Regions from separate parts of the Sus scrofa genome. Here region 1 is linked to region 2. The links are chromatin contacts, called in public HiChIP or PLAC-seq maps. All regions are on one chromosome and are shown on one strand. The core of a region is the stretch at or near the end of the contact, and the rest is flanking DNA. Distances in the headings are between cores, read along the strand shown.

Region 1 (6,465 bases), core at 2,433-4,932, 410 kb before region 2:
CGCTGCCCAGCGGGCTCCCCTCTCCATGAGTAATATTTAACTTGGACGGGCGGGCGGACAACTGCAGGGAGACTTAACAACAAGTCTGGTTGCGATCTGCTCGCCAGGAAGCAGGGGGAGGGGGCAGCGGCGGGAGGAGGGGCGGGGGCGGGAGGGGAGGGGAGGGGGCGGCGGCGGGAGGGGAGGGGAGGGGGCGGCGGCGGCGGGCGGGCAAAGCTGAGGGGGAAAAAGGAGGCCGGAGGCGGGCGGGAGCCCAACGCCTGGCCGGCAGGGCAGCGGGAGGCCTGCCGCCCGAGGCAGAGCCTGAGCCCCCGCCGCGGTCCCCGTCCCCGCGGGACACTCCCTGGGCCGGAGGCGCCTGGGCTTCCGCCGGGCGGCAGGAGCACAGACACGTGCACACGCGCACACACGGACCCCCGCACAGACCGCGAGCACAGGGACGCGCGCGGAACTGGTGGCTCCGTCTCCGGCCGAGGATGGAAAACGCCTGAGGGCAGGAGCGGGCCAAGGCCCCGCGTGGGGGCGGGAGGGCGACCGCGGGCACGCGGGGCGCTTCCCGGGGCTCTGTGCCTGCCGGGGTGACCACCCAGTACCCGGCCAGGGCGCCCTCGTCCTCCGGGAGAAGCAGGGCCATTTCCGGGCGGCGATCGCTCCAGAGCGCTTGGCAGCACCAGGCCTTCTTGCCGCGGCCCCGGCGCCCCCGGCCGCAGGCTTCCCTGGCCCCCGGCTTCTCCCAGATCCGGGCGTCCACCAGCCCACACCTAGGGTCGGGGGTGGGGGGGCCCGGGCAGACCCCTCTCCGCAGGCCGGAGAGGAAGGGCCTCGGCTCCCCCTGTGTCCGGGACAGGGCGTCCTGGGTCTCCGTGGCAGGTGGGCCGCCCCCCTCTACCAGGACCCGGCCCTGCCGGCTGCCCCCGAGCCTGGGGCCCAGCTCCCTGGAGTCCGGTAGACTTGCCTCTATTCTGGAATGTGGAGTCTAAGTGGGCAAACCATCTCTCCCACCAGCCCACGTCTTCCCAGGGAGACACACCCCTCTTCACCTGGCCGCTGGTCCCGATGTGCTCTCTGGCAAAACATCTACCCGGAGCAGGGGGGCCTGTATTGCCCACTGCGAGGAAGGGCCACCAAAGCTGGTGGGAACCCCGCACCAGCCGAGCAGGGCGCCTCACCGGGGAGAGGACCGTCCCCCGGTCACATGGCCTGGTGTGGGACAATCTGAGCGAACCCCTTCCCGCCTCTGGTGTCAAAGCTTCGCTTGGCAGCTGTTCTTCCACCAGAGAAACTGTCTCCTGTGAGGCTTCTTAAGCATCAGCATCCCCGCCCTGATGGCGGCCTGGACAGCGACGTCTGTCAGAGCCTCTGCATTCACAGCCCCTCTCGTGGGCTCGGCAAAGAGCCTGGACAGAGTAAGGACTCTCTCTCCAAAGTGTGCTCTTGGCTGTGCTGGGAGGGGTGGCAGGGGGACCCCATCTCCAGGAGGAGGCCTCCCACCGTACTGTGCTTCTCTCCCACCTTACAGACAGGCCGGCGAGCAGGGTCAGGGACGTGACGCCATGGGGGCCTCCATTCCTCCCCCACCTGGAGAGAGGGGGCCAGCGATGAAGGTACCTGGACCGGGGGGTGGCCCCCACCCGGAGCAGAGGCTGCAGAGCCCCTGGGAGCCGATGCCCCTGGGATCTCCAGATGGTGTGTTGAGACCTCATCCCAGTTAAGGGGGGGGCCTTTGGGGAGTGATGGGTTATATGGGTGATGGATCATTTATTAGTGACCTCATAAAAGGGACAGTGTCCTTGGCGCGTGGGGACAGAGAGGGAAACCCTCCGTGGTATTTTGTCATAGCAACCGGAACAGACTGGGGCACAGCCAGCCTCCACCCTCAGGCTGGGCTGAGAAGAAACGGGGCCACCAAGGCCGGTGGTACCCGCAGGAGGGGGGTCTCCAGGGCTGGGGCCCCGGGTGGGAAGGGGCAGCACCCCCGCACGCACACTGATGCGGCATTTGGTGGAGGGTGAGGGGGGCCTCCTGGGAGCCCACAGCCTCCAGGGGGCAGAAGGTGCCCAGAGCATCATCACGCGCTCCAGCGGGCATGTGGCAGGACCTTCGGAGCTTCCAGGCCCTTCCCCTGCCCAGGGTCGCTCACCGCCCACGGCGGCCCAGAGCTCCTGGCACATGGCCGCCGGGCGCGTCCTCTGCGTGCAAAGCGCAGCGAGCAGAGAATGACCCGAGAGGAGGGGCAGGCGGAGGGACCAAGGCCAGGAGGGCGAGGCAGGTCGGAGGTGGGCAAGTCGGGGACCACTGGCCGTGGACGAGGGCAGCACCTGAGGGCGAGAGCGGGGGGGCCGGTGAGGGCCGAGTGCTGCAGGGTGACCTTGGGCAGCTGTGGGCAAGGCCATGGCCCTGGAGACATCAGAGGGACAGTGGCCACACCAGCCACGTGGGCAGACCCTGGGCAGGTAGGGTGGCTGGCCGTGGGTGCAGGGTTGGGGGATGGTCCTCTCTCTGAGTCCCCTGGCGCCTCCACAGCTCAGGAGCAGCCCTGTGGTGAGGGGGCACGTGGGCACCCAGGGTGGGAGGGCTCCCCTTGCACCCCCCTCCCCATGGTGCTCAGAGCGGCAGCACTCCCGTCACTGCCTGACCTCCTCTCAAGGCCACTCAGTGGCAGACATCAGCAAAGCCACCCCTGCAGCAGCACAGGAGACCCAGGTTCAGGTCCCAGCTCAGAGCTCACTGTCCTGCGGCAAAGGACAGAGGGCTGGTTGGCCCGTCTGTACTTGGGGCGGGGCCAGAGCCCCTCCGTCCTGGGGTGGGTGGTGAAGGCGCCTGTGTCCCAGAAGTGACCTGCCCCCACTGCTGTCTCCGGAGCCACCACCTGCCCCTCCCTGATCGGGTGGGCAGAGGGGAGGACCACGCTGGGCTCGGCTGTCCCCAGCGAGGGTGAGCCATGTGCACGGGGTGGCCGGGGCGGGGCCTGACCCACAGTGTATGTTAGGAGGGTTTGGCCACCGAGGAGCCCGTGGTGTCCCCGAGGGAGAAAGGAGGAAGCAGGGGAGGGGTGATGAGCCGCCGAGGGGGGACCAGCTGGTAGGCCCCCCCCACCTCCATCTGCAGGGGTGGGGCTGCTGTCTCAGCGGGTGGGCTTCGCCAGCTCGGAAGGTGCCCACTGCCCATGGTGGGCTGTGCTCCTGAGAAGGACCCCCAAACGAGTCACGTGTCCCTAACTCCCCTTCCCCCCGAGCTCTGTGGGTTTTCTTAAATTCCTGCACACTCTCCAGACCCTTCCTGAGCGGCCAGATGGGCCCGAAGCTGCCTCAGGAGCTGGGAGAGGCCAGCTCCCTCCCTGGACGGCTCCCTCCCTCCTGCCAGGATTGCAGCCCAGGCCTGGCCTGCAGAGTGGCTGAGGAGGGGGTGGGAGGAGGGCAGCCAGGCTCAGAGGCCCGAGGGGGTTCGGCTGCCCGTGGACATCTCCAGCCTGATTCCAACTCGTCCCGGCCCCACCTTGGGCTCAGGCAGGAAGAAGGCCAGTTCAGAGAAGCGGTTCCACAGGGCCGCCAGCCACAGCTCCCGCTGGCCAAGTCCCCTGCAGGCCTCCAAGGGGACACTCAGGGGCTGGGCTGGCCTCTGGCCTGGGGAGGCTCCCGTGGCAGGAGGCTCAGCGCCCAGGGCAACGGGAGTGGGCGGAGCATGCGGGGTCTGGCTGTCCCCGACTCCTGGACAGTGAGGCCCGGGGTCTCGGGCAGAGAGCTGGCCTGGCCCCTTTCGGCCCCCCCGGGCCAGACAACCAACAGCCAGTTATGCCCAGACCAACTGCTGCCCTCAACCTGGCAGCGGAGAAAGGTGACACGGGCCCTTCCGTTGGAGGGGCTGGTGTCCCCGTGGGGTCTCAGGCAGATGACCCGTGTCCTGTGGCTGCCGCTGGCACCTCTGGGCAGCCAAAGACTCAGAGGGCGCGTTAAACACCTCCGGGACTGGCCCCTGGGGGCGGGGTAAGGAGGCAGTTTTCTGCCTGTGCCCGCAAGCCCGTCCCACAAACCCCTACCCTTTACTGCCAGGGAGGTCGAATAGCTGTCTGCTGACCCCTGACCTGGCCTCCGTGTCCACACTGGGACAGGCTAAAGCCTTTGTGCCCTTGTGACGGGAGGAGGAGGGGAGCGGGGGGAGGGGGGGACACGGCTGACGCCAGCAGCTCCTCAGATGGGGACCCCTGCCTCCTGAGGATGGCCCCGCCCGAGGGGACCCCCAGGAAGGGGATCAGAACACTCAGACTCCCTCAGAGCAGGAGGTCGGAAGTCAGGGTGACAGGTGGGCATCTTGGGAAGCTGAGGTTCCGGCCAGGAGATCTGCAGTAAGGAGGTGAGAAGCCTCTAGAGTCCACGGACAGGCTCTCTGGGAGGGGAGGGCGGGGGAGGGCAGAGAGGGAGGGGCCTGCCAGTGTCGCCCATCCCGGTTCTTCCCCGGACAGTGGGAGCTGGGCCACCGTCTCAGCCATGGTGGCAGCAGCGTCCCTGCTCTGGAGGATGGTGACAGGACCCAGGGCAAGAAGCGGGGCCTGAAGATGCCTGGGGGTCTCCCAGCAGCACTTGGTGCCAGGTGACGACCTAGAGAGGCCTGAGTCCCAGGGCCGGCCGGGTCCGTGGCTGCTGCACAAAGGCCCCCCAGGGGGCTTTAAACGTCGGGACCCACTAGCTCCCACTCCGGGTGTCTCTGCCCCGCCCCCCTGCAGCAGGGACGGGTGCGGGTGGGGCGGGGAGCATCCTCCGGCCTCGGGGCTCCAGGTGTCCCTGGGGTTTCGCCGCCTCCCTCCACCCTCCGCCCACACAGCCCTCTCCTTGCAGGGACACAGGCCACACCGGATCAGGGAGCCTGAACCCAGAATGGCTTCATCTTAACATGACTCCAAATAAGCTCACGTTCACAGATTCCCAAGGGACACAAACTTGGGGGGACACTGTTTGGCCACCCAATATCCTCAAAGCTTGGTCTCTGCCTTGCATTGCCACTCATCCTCAGGCTCCCCGTGGCTCCAGGTCCTTGGTGACACAGGCGCCGGCCATGGCCGTGAGGAGGGGCCTCGAGAAGGGGACCGAGGGCACCCTGGCCCTCACCCCGGTGGGCAGCCCGCACCCTGCTCTGCTGCCCAACGGATCGCCCGATGTTTCCTGGGTAACTGTTTCAACCCAGCCTGTCTGCCTGGCACTCTGCACACCCATGAATGCCACTGCCTGGCTCCAGGCGGGCTTGCCTGTTTGGCCCCCACAGGCCAGCAGGTGAGGCCGGCACAGCCCGCTGCATGGCTGCGTCTGAAGGCCGGGGTCCGGAGAGGGGGTGCCCAGCCCTCGAGGCCGTCCTCACGGCTGGCGGGCACTGCCAGTGGGGCAGTTGCACAGAGCATGTGCCCCAACCCACGGTTTCACTTGGAAATTGGAGGCTGTGCGGCCAGTGGGCTGGGCGTGCCTGCAGGCCTTTGCCCACCTGTGCTGTCTTGACGGCACTTGCCCAGTGCCCTGATAGCAGAACCAGCCCCCTCAAAATCAAAGGATGGGGTGGGGAAGCCGATGGGGGTGGGGCTCAGACCCTGAGCCTGCCAGTGGCTCTCGGCCGAGACCACTGACGTGTAGTCGGGCGGGCCTTGGAGTCGAGGCCTCAGTGCCATCAGCGGCAAACTTCGCTCCCAGGAGGGAGGGCTCGAGGATGCCAGGGGCCTGGACACCTGTCACCCTGGGGACTGGAAGGTGTCGGGGAGGGTCAGGCCCCTGAGCAACTGGCTGCGGATGTCCCCCTGAGTCTGGGGCAGGTGCCTTGGACGGGAGGGGTACCCGCTTCCCCAGCCAGGGAGAGCGTGAGGGAGGGGACCTCACAGCTGGGTCTTGCCCGCGGCTGCAGGGTGGGGCCTGACACCCCCGCCCACTGGAGCCCTTTCTGCTTCGCTGCTGCAGGGGCGCCTCCTCCAAAACGCTGAAATCTTCTCTGTAAACACGAATTCGGCTTGTGAAAAATTCGTTTCCTCGTCGCCAGCATCCGTCCCCATCAGAAATTATTTTCCAGTAAAGCCCGCTGCCTGTACTGGAGCAGATGGCTCAGAAAACGGGAGCCTTTCAATCAAGTTCAACTTTTAAACTTCCTCCAGCCCCACCACCCACATGGCGTCTTGCTGGTGATGCCGGGACAGCTGGTACAAGGTGGGTCCCTGTTCATCTCCAGAAGGACCCCGTGCAGGCCCGGCAGGCGGGTGGGCAGCTGTCGGGAGAGCGGCGGCCCAGGGGACCAGGAGCAGGGCTCCTGACAGGCGCCGGCACCTGCCACGGGCTTGGCACAGGGGTCACCCCAGGCCTGTTTTCTGTGGAAGCGCCCCGGGCTGTAGGTCCAGTGGTGATGGGGAGTTAATCCCCAGCAGCTGGATGAAACCAGAGAGGAGAAGCCCCAGGAGACAGCTTTACATGTGGCTCTGCCTCCCCCCACCCCCACCCC
Region 2 (6,148 bases), core at 2,012-4,511:
CCCTTGCCCTTCGGCGGGGAGCAGGTAGGCTGGGACACTGTCCCCAACTTGCCAGCTCTGCTGTTAACCTAACCACAGTGTTAATTACGTGGCTCACGTGTCTGGATCTGCCTTCCTTCCCTCCCAACTCCTGAATCTGGACTCTTGTCTTCTCCCCCCCCCCCCCGCCCCGCCCCCGTGTCCAGGCCAGGGATCGAACCTGCACCACAGCGGTAACCTGAGCCACAGCAGTGACAATGCCAGACCCTTAACTGGATGAGCCACCAGGGAGCGCCTGGACTTTCTTTTTCCTTTGCACTGGGGTCTCTTGTCCTGCTCATTTTTTTTTTTTTTTTAAACGTATGAAGTTTTATTCTGTGATTTCAGAGCAGAGTCCTTGTAAAGCATTTTTAAAAATCCAGAAACCATAAAAGAAATGAATTATGATTCACTGACCACAAGTTGATCTTTTTTTTTTGTCTTTTGTCTTCTAGAGCCACACCTGCGGCACATGGAGGTTCCCCGGCTAGGGGTCTAATCAGAGCTATGGCCGCCAGCCCACGCCAGAGCCACAGAAATGCCAGATCCAAGCCGCATCTGCAACCTACACCACAGCTCACGGCAATGCCGGATCCTGCTTAAAGACATGGGTTGTATTCCTGGCCTCACTCAGTGGGTTAAGGATCCGCATTGCCATGGGCTGTGGTGTAGGTCTCAGACATGGCTTGGATCTTGGCTTGCTGTGGCTGTGGTGTAGGCCAGGAGCTATAGCTCCGATTTGATTCCTAGCCTGGGAACCTCCATATGCCATGATCGCAGCCCTAAAAAGATGAAAAAAGAAAAAACACAAAAAATAAAAACTGACTGTGTGAGATTTCTAGTTACTGCTTAACAAGGACTAGAATTATCCTTTCATCTGAAACAATTCAAAAAATTATAGCTGTTACATGAAACAACAGTTCGAAATATATCAGGCGCAATGCGATGGAAGCCAGGACCGCTGAGAGAAAGGAAGTGAACTGAGTTCTGTGACTTTTCCAGCTTGTTGTCTGGAGAGGTTTCAGGATGCAGATGGAGGGTCAGGGAGAGCTCAGGACTCTCCTGAGTTGAGGGTCTGGGACCAAGACAGCTGCAGTTTGCACGGAAGACCACTGACGCAGAGACAGAAAGAAGTGCAGCTTAGGACGGAGCAGCGAGTGTGTGAGGCCATCACCAGGCCAAGAAAAGACCAGGCAAAAAGGATTAGAGGCACCACTAATCCTGAGTTCAAGCCTGGCCAGGAGCAGTGTCTCTAGCCAGAGCGCACACTCACCCTCTGGGACGCGATGACACACGTATCAGTTGCTGGAGGTTGTCCCGCAGCTCACTGGTGCTTTTCACTTTGTTTCGCTTTTACTTTTTTGTCTGCTTTTTCGGCTGCACCCACAGCATAAGGAAGTTCCTGGGCCAGGGGTGGAATCCGAGCTGTTGCTGCAATCTATGCCACAGCTGTGGCAACACTGGATCCTTAGCCCACAGTGCTGTGCTGGGGATTGAACCAGAAACGCCACAGACACAAGCCAGATCATGAACTCACTGCACCACAGCAGGAACTCTGGAGACATGGCCACGTGTAATCATTGTCTTATTTATTTTGTCTTTTGCCTTGTCTACGGCCACTCCTGCGGCATACGGAGATTCCCAGGCTAGGGGTCTAATCGGAGCTGCAAGCCACTGGCCTACGCCAGAGCCACAGCAACGCAGGATCCGAGCCGAGTCTGCAACCTACACCACAGCTCACGGCAACGCCGGATCCTTAACCCACTGAGCAAGGGCAGGGATCAAACCCGAAACCTCATGGTTCCTAGTCGGATTCATTAGCCTCTGAACCATGACAGGAAGTCCCCATTGTCTTATTATAAATGACTTAAGAATAAACTGAAGTTGGAGATAACAAATATTTCATGAAAATTAGCTAAAGGCTGAAATAAAGTACCTGTTTCATAGCTAATGTCTAATAGCTCCTATTTGATAGGACAGTTTTGAGAAATATTTCTTTTTTTCTAGGCTTATTTAAATATTTTATCATAGTCAGATACATAAGTTTCTCTTATTTTAGAATATCTTCATGGAGTTCCCATCTTGGCTCAGCGGAAATGAATCTGACTCGTATCCATGAGGATACAGGTTTGATTCCTGGCCTTGCTTAATGGATTAAGGATCCAGTGTTGCCATGAGCTGTGGTGTAGGTCGTAGACTCGGCTTGGATCCTGCATTGCTGTGGCTGTGGTGTAGGCCAGCAGCTACAGCTCTGATTCGACCCCTAGCCTGGGAACCTCCGTATGCCACAGGTGCAGCCCTAAAAAGACAAACAAAAATATTTTTTAAAATTCTTCAGGAGAAACATTTCAAATTTAAAGGCCACATCTGACTAAAACAATTAGAGTTACCGACTTGCCATGACGGGAACTTCTACCTCTGAATACTTAATGACGCTTTTTACAAATCAGACAAGTTGTTTTTCTCGATGCAAATAAGTGAGGTTTTCTCAATGCTGACATGTGAGCTCTACTTAAATCGTCCTCCACACCGGGCGTTCGGTGGTCCAGGAGCAGGTCGTGTATAGAACGTCTGTGCGGCAACTAAAGCAGTTTCTGTGGTGGCCTTTTCACACTTGCCCAAATTCAGACACTTCTCTTCCATTTTTCATTTTCCTTGCCCACTTATCTTGCCCCACCCCCACCGCCCAGCACCCTGCTTATTTCTTGAGTCCCCCATGGCATTCACTAAATGTTACCTAGGACCGATGAATTACCAATCTTTTCAGATCCTTCCCAGGATACCACGGTTAAGACCCATTTTTAATTTTCTTTTTTCAGGGTCGCACTGTGGCATATGGAACCTCCCAGGCCAGGGTTTGAATCGGAACTACAGCTGCCGGCAATGCCAGATCCTTAACCTACCAGTTGGGGCCTGGGATGAAACTGGAAACCTCAGGGATACTAGTCAGGTTTGTACTGCTGAGCCACACCAGGAACGTCAAAATGCTATTTTTTAATACCTTTTTACTCGTTTCTGCCCCTAAAAGTTGGTGGGTCTATGGTCTATGGGTTTTATTCTGCAAATCACTGATACTCATGTAAACCAATAATTATATTTTTATTATGTTATCAAGTACACATCATGTGAAAGAAAGATCAACTGTTTAATTATGTTCTCAGATCTGTTACCGCATCTCTGTGTGTGATGCAATGGGACGCTTGCCTGTTTTTTTTTGTTTTTTTTTTTTTTTTTTTTGTCTTTTGTCTTTTTAGGGCTGCACCCTCGGCATATGGTTCCCAGGCTAGGGGTCTAATCGGAACTGTTGCTGCTGGCCTACGCCACAGCCACAGCAACACCAGATCTGAGCGGCGTCTGTGACCTACATCACAGCTCAGGGCAACGCCAGATCCTCAACCCACTGAGCGAGGCCAGCGATTGAACCTGCAACCTCGTGGTTCCTAGTCGGATTCATTTCCGCTGCGCCACAACAGGAACTCCCCATACTTACGTGTTTTAAAAAAGCCAAGAGCAAATGTGTGTTTTTGTTAGTGGTGGTGGTGAGCATGTCTACAGATTTGGCAGTAATGCATAAATTTGTCAAACAGCCCTTCCAAAATTATACTTGTGAAATACACACACACACACACACACACACACAAATTGATCTTAAAAAATTTAAAACTAAAAAGACTAATCACATCAAGTGCCATCAAGGATGTAGAGAAAGTGGGACACTGCACACGGGAATGTGAGACAGTACATTTGCTTTGAAAACAATTTGGCAGTTTCTTAGAAAGTTAAAAGTACACCTAAACATATGCTCTAATCACCCTACTCCTGGGCATTAAGCCAAGTGGGTCCTTAACCCACTTAGGAACTCCTGAGACGTTTCTCAATGCACTGGACATAAGGCAACAAAACCATCTCGCCTGGGAATGGGGCCTGAGCCCTTCTGAGCTCAGAGTCTGTGCATGCAGTGGGGCAGAGCAGCACAGAGCGCCAGAGAGAAGGTCCCTAGCCAGGACAGAAAGGCCAGTGCGGGCAGAGGAGGACATGGGTGAGCTTTCTTGAAGTGGGCGGCATCTATCTGATCTCAGTACTTGGACTGAGTTGAGGTCTGGGGGGCACACACAGAGGTAAGGCACCGACAAGCAATTTTCAGTTGGCGGACGTTAAGTTCTACACAGGAGGTAGGGAGAGGTGAGGTAGGACAGCTACTATATTGGTATTGGAATGGTCAGTACTGATCAGTACTGGTGTGGTGAGGCCATAATGTCTTTGAATTCAGGTTATGCCTTCTGAGCACACTGGGGAGGCCATGGAGGCGTCTTGTTTTCCAAATGTAAACACCTCTATTGTTTGTTGTTGTTGTTAGAGAAAATACACGTCCATCATAACATACAAAGTCAAGGAATTCAAAAAGGTATAAAGAGCATTCTTTATAAGTATAAAGCACCCTTAACCCTAGGCCATTAGGGTTGCGGTCCCACTGCCACATTCCAGGGTAGGTCCCTCTGGACGTTGCGTTCTGTGTGTGTTTAAATACAGAGAGTGGGAGGGGAGGACGCCCTCATTGGTCCTCACTCATCCCTCACACCCCCAAGTCCTTCCAAGTAAACACTTCCTTGCTATAATCCTGCACCGGCCTCCCTCACACCAGGCCCAAGGGTCCTGACTTAAACAGTCTGAGTGCCTGGTCCTCAACCTTTCTCTCCATGAAAACATCCGGAGCAATGTTAGGACAACCGACTATCAGTGAAGATGGTCCTTCACTGCCCCGGCTTCAGAGCTTTCCCCTCTCCAACAGCGAGACGGTCTGCTACCATCTGCTACCATCGGTGCCTACGGTTACGCCTAGCCTCCAGGCATTCAGAAGGCAGCTCCCTCTACACCCAGTTTCAAGCATCCCGCTCTACCACCCTCTGGCCCCAGCGACATTTCTTCCACTCCACTGGGATCTCCAGTTCAGCGCACACGGTACCTTTCCACTGCCACCGTCCCTTCGTGTCCTCACTTCTCAGCCAGCCTGGATCCACGTCGGAGCACCGCCATTCCCTCGCCCCCTCCTTTTGCTGCACATACCAGAAGACCAACTCATTGGCCACTCCAAGTGGCTGGAGAACAAAACCGGGTTGCCTAGTTTCTCGGTCAAATTACAACCCCGTATCTCAAACCCGCAGGGCCTCCAAACAAGCCCCAGGATTTCAATCGACTTGCTCTCCTAACCGGGGAGGTCTTCTCAAAGCACCTAACCACCTCTCCAAACACTTCCACGACTTCATTTAAAGGTCAGACTTCGTAGAGTCTTCGGCAGAGCAGAAAAGGGAGACACGGCGGCTCGGGTGGCAGGAGCGAGAACAAGGGGCGTCGCCAGGGGCAGGCGGAAGCGCGCAAAGCCATCCTGGAAGACGCTGCCCGGAACCTGCCACTTCCAACGGCCGTCCCAGCAGGCCAGCGCCTTTTGCGTCATTCCCGGCGACGGCGCTCGTGACATCATCTGAGCTGGGGCGGTGCCTTCGCGTCATTCCCGGCGACTGCGGCGGCTCGTGACGACGTCGGGTCGCCGGTGCGCGGGGCTGGGCCGGACGGCGACTCCTGTGCGGGGCGCTGGCCTCTGTGGTTCATGCACAGAGAAGAGGCGAGCTCGCCAGCCGGCCGGGCGCCCGCGGGGCGGGGCCTCCCTCCGTCCGCTGCCCAGCGCTCCCGGCCGGCGTGGGGAGGCCGCCGGGACGCCTTGCGTACGTCCGTGCCGCACATCCCGACGCGCTACGTCGCCGGCGTCGCCTTTTGCGCGTCATGACTTCCGGGCACCGAGGTCGCCATCTTCCTCGCGCGGAAGCGGCGCCGCTGGGTGGGAGCTCGGAGGCGGGAGTCGCGGACGGTGCGGCTACCGCAATGCCGTCGTCGCCGTTGCGGGTGGCGGTGGTGTGCTCGAGCAACCAGAACCGGAGCATGGAGGCGCACAACATCCTCAGGTAGTTAGGGCCTCCGCCCTGGCCCAGCGCGCCCTACGAACACCGGCCCTACTGGCCGTTCCTCCGGCCGCATCTCTCCGCGACCCATGCTGGGCAGTCCCGTTTCCCGGCCCATGCTGTGTGGCGGCGGCCGCTTTCCTGGCCCGCGCTTCCCCTGCCCTTGCTGGGCAGCC

The links. HiChIP or PLAC-seq counts read pairs in DNA pulled down with a chosen protein or histone mark.
Region 1: an H3K27ac HiChIP or PLAC-seq map of alveolar macrophages shows a contact between it and region 2. The contact joins the promoter of FAAP20 here to the promoter of SSU72 in region 2. A contact is called at or near these places in 1 of 5 promoter capture datasets (fetal skeletal muscle) and 1 of 2 datasets of contacts at active chromatin or transcription factors (alveolar macrophages).

The regions. Positions count from the first base shown.
Region 1 is chr6:64,166,880-64,173,344 of Sscrofa11.1, reverse strand. FAAP20 (Fanconi anemia core complex-associated protein 20) reads left to right here and starts at 3,682. Exons shown (of 10, transcript XM_021097589.1): 1 at 3,682-3,834; 2 at 4,460-4,580; 3 at 4,903-5,215; 4 at 5,217-5,269; 5 at 5,272-5,480; 6 at 6,199-6,354. The coding sequence starts at 3,682. It overlaps LOC110261079, which reads left to right. Exons shown (of 3, transcript XM_021095200.1): 2 at 1,006-1,406; 3 at 1,520-1,816.
Region 2 is chr6:63,754,573-63,760,720 of Sscrofa11.1, reverse strand. SSU72 (RNA polymerase II subunit A C-terminal domain phosphatase SSU72) reads left to right here and starts at 3,261. Exons shown (of 5, transcript XM_003127502.5): 1 at 3,261-5,975. The coding sequence starts at 5,797.